2 separate regions of the Zea mays genome follow, and region 1 is linked to region 2. The links are chromatin contacts, called in public Hi-C maps. All regions are on one chromosome and are shown on one strand. Each heading gives the region's core, a stretch centred on a gene start, on an enhancer-like site or on the middle of the called end of the contact. The rest is flanking DNA. Distances are from core to core; before and after follow the strand shown. Region 1 holds the start of LOC100276554. Region 2 holds the start of LOC100283254.

Region 1 (3,360 bases), core at 8-2,507, 410 kb after region 2:
AAATGTATCATTCTTTCATGCATACAACTTGATGAAGTCTATTCAACAGGCACGACGTGTTCTAATATATTCAGATATGTCACATGACATAGAGGTACCTTTAGTACTACTAAATACTTACTTTCCATACACTTACAAAGTTACATATCCATTACATTTTAATACCAGATATAAATTAATACAATCAATACCCACAGAATAAATAAACCAGGACAAAATGAGTTTCCACTTTGTTATATGAAAGTACATTCATAAAATTTATGCACTTAATCACAGGGTGATGCCCAGCGCATAAGTGAACTCAGCAATGAAGAGTTATCGTCGCCACCGAAAAGGTATGTATTAAAAAAATAGTTGGACATAATAACAGTAGCAACAACATCATTCTTTTAAATGCTAGATCTTATTTTCCACGCTAATACAACATTCATGATATTATATAGAATGAAACATGGCCACAGTAGCAAAGGAATACCAGATCTTACAGACCCCAAAGAGAAGAGCTCCTAGATCATAATCAACTTCATGAAGGTATAACACCATGTGCAAAACTTATTCATATATCGCAAATATATTTATACACAGTCAACATAATGTATTCCACTTACCCTTTTACGCAGCAACATTAGTACAACTCTAATGCTTTTTCCTCCTTTGTATACAGGTATTTACTTATTGGGCACCTATCAAGAGCACTATCACTTTTGGACAATGAATGCTTCTCTATAAATATGAACCCTATCAAGAGCATCATCACTTTTGGACCATGAATACTTCCCTCTCTCTCTCTCTCTATATATATGAACCTACTATTAGACTATTTGTGGATCTGTACATATTTACTTAACACCTAGAAGCACATTGTTGCTAAGTGTTGATGTATGATGCTTGAATACTACTTAGTATATATTGTAGTCTAATTTCACTCTACAACTGGTATCAACTATTAGGGGAAAACAATATTATCTACTTATATTTTGATTTCTTGCATACATATTGTATACTCATATCATGTTTAAATTTGTTTTACATATCTGGGTACTCACAAAATCGTTAAGCTATATATGATGACGCGCGCCCAGGCGCGGGCTAAACACTAGTTATTATTATTCGTAGTCCATTTGGCGATCCGACGGCCGGCAGAGCAAAGCAAGCAAAAAGGGGAAAAACTGTTCCGCCGGGCCGACGACGGCCGGGGCCGGCGATGGATCCTGCGCGAGGAGCGGAATTAAATAGCGCGTGACCCCCGAGGCGGGCAAATCTGGATGCTTCCTTCCGTTTCCACCTCAACCCGTCCCACCGCTCCCAGTCCCGGGACGTACGGTGACCCCACACCACACCACCACAACCCCTCCGTCCTCTTCGCGGCTGCGGTGCGGCCCCGGGAGTTCCTTGATTCGGCGGGCATCGCCATGGGAGGGCGTCGCTGGCTAGCTGTGGTAACCTGACCTCGCCGCTGCAGCTCTGTAGGTAGGTACAGGGTGGGCTCTCACGACCCTCCTGGCCTCCCCCCCCTCTCTCTCTCTCTCTCTCTCTCTCTCTCTCTCTCTCTCTCTCTCTGTCCGGATTTCTCCGCCGCTCTCTGCTCATGTGCCATGCCGAGGCGGAAAATTTGTGATTTTTGAGGGAATTAGGCGGGTTCGAGAGGGATTTTTTGTTTATTTCCTGTTCTACGTACCAAGGCGGGTGCGCCAGTGTGCCGAAAAGCTTCGGCTTTGATGGAATCCCGGTGCTCCCGCGAGCTCTCCCCCTTAACCGCTAGGATCATCATCCATCTATGCACCCAAGGCTTCTCCTCCGCCGCGTCCCCCCCTCCCCCGCCTCTCCAACCGCCCTCCGCCAAGTTCGCGTGGATGTGGATGTGGATGGGGAGTCGGCGGGCTGCTCTCCTTTTCCGCGCCTGCGCGCTTGTCTCTTCCCTTGTCGGATTATCGGGACCGGATAAGCTCGGCGAAGACCGTACCTACTGCCTAGCCTTGTTCTACACCGCGTGTCCTCTTCCATCTTCCCCCTCGCCGCTCGAGCTGCCAACTGTCCAGCAAATTCGACAAAATTCGTTCGCTTCTGCTTCTGTTTGGTCACCTAACCACTTCCTTCGGCTGCCAAAACGAGGTTCTTGTTTGTTTGATTGTTTCCATTTCATTAGCTTTGGCGTACAACGAAAAGAGAATGGGTTAGTTGGGTTTTCAGTGGTGCCACAAGCGAAAAGATGTTGCCAGTGCTTATCAATAAACAATGCCAGCTGCTTGGCTTTTGCTGAACATTTTTTTGCTTACAAATAAATAAATACTAGATGAGTAGAGAGCAAGCGGAGAACAAGGGGAGCGAGACGCCGCCTTGCCAAGTGTAAGCAACCGAGGGGAGAACGAGGGTGCGGCCGTGGCTTGTGGCGTTCGATCAGGATAAAAAGGTTGCCAACTTCGCGTGTTTCCCTCCTGCGTTTCCTGCTTAATTTAACTTAGGCAGCCCGGTTTCTCGCTTTGTGCCACCTCTTCTATCTCTTGTTACATGTGTGGCTTTCTTGTCATGGTTAGTTAGGCTTTCTCGGAACCGGTCCGGTATGTTGGTTTGGCAATTCGGGTAGACAAGTTTGAAAATGTTTCTTGTTTGATCCATTTCTGTGGCTGCACCTGTGTCCTGGTTTAGACTTTTGACTGACTGAGTAACCTAATTTTTTGCCTAACTTTTTCCTCTGCAGGTAGCTAGTATTCCAGAGGTGATTTCTCCTCTCCTGATCGACAGAGGGCAAATCTGGTTCGTGACCCCCCAGTATCATATCAGAGAGGGCCACGGTTTTGCTTATCAATGTGTTAGGAGTTAGGACCAAGTACTGGAGCTATTTCGTGGTTCCGATGGAGTCTAAGTGTGTGAACGACCAGGACACCTTGATCGACCTGGAGAGTGGCAACGGCACTGCAGTGATCAACCATAGCAACGACCTGGAGAGTGGTTGCGTGTGTGCGTGCGCCAACGGATGTCCGAGGGATGACAGGAACAACCAGCACATGGACTGCTCTTCACCGGCTTCGGACGCCGTTGCTAGAAGTGGAGACGACAGGAAGTCCGAGGGGGAGGAGAAGCTGGGCCTGGGCCTTCTGGACAGCTCGGGAGGGGACAAGGCGAAGAAGAAGCGGTCGAAGAAGAAGCCGCCGCGGCCGCCGAGGCCGCTGACGCCTACGCCGCTGGACGTCTCTGACCAGAAGCTCCTCAACGAGCTGAGCGAGCTTGCCGTGCTGAAGCGGGCGAGGGTCGAGCGGATGAAGGCCTTGAAGAAGATGAAGAACGCCAAGCAAGGGTTCTCGGGTGGCAATCTGTGCCCCCTGATCGTCACCGTTATCTTCTGCGTCGTCATTCTCTGGC
Region 2 (3,670 bases), core at 481-2,980:
GAAAGAAACAATAGGCAGTGAATGAGCAGGCAAGCTAGATGAATGATGTGAAGTACAATGTCATGGAAAATTTCATCTACAGGAAACCGAAAGTAGCTTCCAAAGGGATAATACTAAGAAATTTGTGTACAATAATGATATGTATGTAGTTCTGGAAAATATAAATGGTGTACCATTTGTCCATGATCTAGTAGGTAGTTAGCATCTATGGCAGTATTGAGTTTAGGTGCTAACTGACCTCCTCATAAAAGAAGTGCTCATCACAGAGTTCAAGAATGAGGTTCTCCCATCGCTTTCCTATTTCAGTACTTTTCTCATGATCCTTGAGGCCATCAAAAGCCCCAGCATATGAGCCATCCAGAAGTGACTTGAGCAAAATGAGTGTCTCATCCATGTCCCATATGTACACATTCACAGGCTGCTCTGTCACGGCGTCGGTTGAAGCTTGGCCGGTAGCCAAAGCAGGAACAGCCTCGTCCATTTCGCTCCTGTTAAAAGACGATCCGAAATTACAGGCAATTGGCTTGTTATTTTTAATGGAATGAAATAAATATTCACACTTTCTGACATAGTACCTAAACTCACGTGATCTCAATTTGGCATATCATGAAAACGTGCCCCTGACAGTTACAAAATTACTATCTGTGCACAACATTTATTGCCAGAACATGATATGTGGTGCCATATCTGATAATGGAACTCCAAAAGAAAAGTGATACACAAACCAACCAAAATCAGGAAGGACCCTTTCTTTATCTAGCATTCTAGCGCAAGGATAATTCGTTCTTAGACGTAGGACAAGACCCGCTGAATACGACAGCATGATAAAATGGGCTTCCCTGACAGATACTAACTGATCCAGTCTACTGAGTCCTTCCACCCAATTGGCAGCGACCGTGTGCTCCTGAAAGCTACAGAACCTACTATTTGTGCATGGCATATTATTGCAAGAAGCCGAGAACATGGTATGAGGCGTCTTATCTGATACTGAACTCCAGAACAGAAAATGGTACACGAGCCTGACAAAAATGAGGAGGGGGCGCTTTAACTGTCTAGACATAAGGATGGTTCATTCGCCGGCCTAATCCAACAGCATGATAGACTGGTTTTGTCGACAGTTACTACTGATCTGGTGTACCAAATGCCCCCATCCAATAGGCCGGAGATCGCATGTGGACTGCCCACTTCCCTCCATGCCCCCAATTGTACATTCTACTCCACATGTGACCAGAGAAATATCTGCAGCTGGTTGTGACGCTACAGATGCCATAACTGCGAGGTAGGCTGTTTGACACCAGGGGTTGGAACATGTACACCCGATTTATTTATTTATTTATTTTTTTGGTGCGGAAGAACCTTTAGTTAGTAGGCATAATACATGTATATACTTTGTAATCGGATGAGATCCAAATACAAATAACCAGATACTAGCTTACATTAGGGTTTGAGCGCTCAGTTTCGCATATCAGGAAGAGAAAGGAAGGGGGTGGGCACACCTGATGGGTGCTCGTCGCCGGTGAAGTGCCCGAGGAAGACCTGGGCACCTAGCGCAGAGCGGCGGTAGAGCTCGCCCAGTCGTCGCCGTCAGCAATGAAGGCGGAGGGAGGAGAAAGGGAGGGAGAGCTGGCCCAGTCCTCGCGGTGATGCCGGCGTTGATGAGACACAGCGAAGTGAGGGGGGAGGTGCGAATTCGGGGGAGAAATCCAGTCGGGCGATGGGGAGGATGAAGATGGACTAGACAGCAGCAGGCAGCAGCTGCTGCTGCTGCTGAGACTGTCTTCAGCGGTTCCCCCTAAATTTGTCCCACTATATCTCACTCACGTGCCACGTCAGCAATCTCTCTCCCCCTATATATCCACGCTCTACAGCGGTTCCCCCTATAACAATCCTCTATACCCCACCACACCAATATTATATATTTTCCTCATCAACTAACTCAACTACCATGAAATCTTTAAATTGTTATTATTTATTATTTGCTTAGTACACGGGCGAATTTTGGTCGACATGTAATTAGTGAACTTAATAATTACTATTCATACGTTAGTATAAATACGGTACGATTTTATGTTTTTAAGAAATACAAATTTTCATTCTTCTAGTACACGACACGACTGGCTTGCACGACACGACTGGCTTGTACCGGAAGCCACGACCGTCTGGCTTCCTTCACACACCTAGGGCACCTATAAATAAGGTACCCTGGGCACATGCTCCATTCATCTACACACTCACCTCTTCTATATCATCCGCCATTCCTTAACAAGTCCGTAGTACGACTCGTAGTTTAGGTCGTCATGGAGTCACTGAAAAGCCTTGTGTTCTCCTCGTCATCCGACGATTCCGACGATGAGATCGATACCTTCTTGCTAGCCCAACATGTTGAGCACCTTGTAGTAGGAGACACGAGCACGCGGCGTAGGCGCTCCTCATTGCCTCGCCGAGTTATCCATAGGAACCACGCTGCTGGAGAAAATCTCATCAAACATCACTACTTCGGACCTAATCCTGTGTATCCATCACATGTCTTTCGCCGAAGGTACATTTCGTAAGTTATGATTTTACTTTCATTTCTACGTTTGTTTTGTTAATTTTTTGCTTTATTATCGTGTACAGGTTTCGGATGCATCGTCCTTTGTTCCTACGTATCCTTCGTGCCGTTCAGCGAGAAGACGAATACTTCACTATTCGTTGTGATGCAACCGGTTTAGCAGGGCTTGGTCCATTGCAAAAGGTTTGTGCTGCATTGCGTATCCTTGCGTATGGGTTACCAACCGATGCGGTAGATGAGTACATACAGATTGGACAGACTACCGCTAGGGACTGCCTTATCCGTTTTTGTCGCGCAATCATCTCTTGCTTTAGCGAACGATACCTTCGTATCCCTAACCACGACGACATTGCTCGCATACTACGTGTAAACGCCGACAGGGGGTTTCCGGGTATGCTAGGCTCTATCGATTGTATGCATTGGGAATGGCGCAACTGTCCTACTGCATGGCGCGGACAGTTTTGTGGGCGCAATTCGAGACCAACAATGATACTAGAGGCAGTCGCTGGGTACGATTTGTGGATTTGGCATGCCTTCTTTGGAATGCCTGGTACCAACAATGATCTGAACGTGCTTCATCGGTCACCTGTGTTTGATCCGTTACGTAATGGGACGATGCCACCAGTGCACTTCACTATTAATGGGACCACTTACAATTTCGGATACTACTTAGCAGATGGCATATATCCAAATTGGCCTACCTTTGTAAAAGCTAAATGCCACGCATTTGAGGAAAAAAAGGTTCACTTTACAACCAAGCAAGAGAGTTGTCGAAAAGACATTGAGCGAGCATTTGGAGTTTTGCAGGCAAGGTGGGCTGTTCTACGTGGACCCGCTTATGGTTGGGATCGTAATCACCTTGCAGACATGATGACTGCTTGCATTATTATGCACAACATGATTGTCGAGGACGAAGGAGATGGTGCAGCAAATGTGGACTTCATTGGCCCCTCTGGGCCACCAGAGCCGTGTAACAATACTCCTGAGGTCCGCAACGAGTGGCTTCACAATCATATCCGCTCAGAGTTACCAAACGATCCCGACCAGGACATCACATGTCAGGCAACTTACTTGTCTTTACAGCACAACCTCATAGAACACCTGTGGGCTCGTCGAGGC

Evidence for each region. Hi-C and Micro-C count contacts between places; a contact is called where the count stands out from the background.
Region 1: a contact with region 2 is called in a Hi-C map of ear, with 4 times the contacts expected there. The contact joins the promoter of LOC100276554 here to the promoter of LOC100283254 in region 2. A contact is called at or near these places in 6 of 25 Hi-C or Micro-C datasets (bundle sheath, ear, endosperm and 3 more).

The regions. Positions count from the first base shown.
Region 1 is chr10:86,881,899-86,885,258 of Zm-B73-REFERENCE-NAM-5.0, forward strand. LOC100276554 reads left to right here and starts at 1,258. Exons shown (of 4, transcript NM_001150315.3): 1 at 1,258-1,470; 2 at 2,699-3,360. The coding sequence starts at 2,853.
Region 2 is chr10:86,471,936-86,475,605 of Zm-B73-REFERENCE-NAM-5.0, forward strand. LOC100283254 reads right to left here and starts at 1,731. Exons shown (of 6, transcript NM_001156156.2): 1 at 1,497-1,731; 2 at 239-488. The coding sequence starts at 481. LOC109943006 reads left to right here and starts at 2,237. Exons shown (of 2, transcript XM_020545709.2): 1 at 2,237-2,539; 2 at 2,617-3,670. The coding sequence starts at 2,298.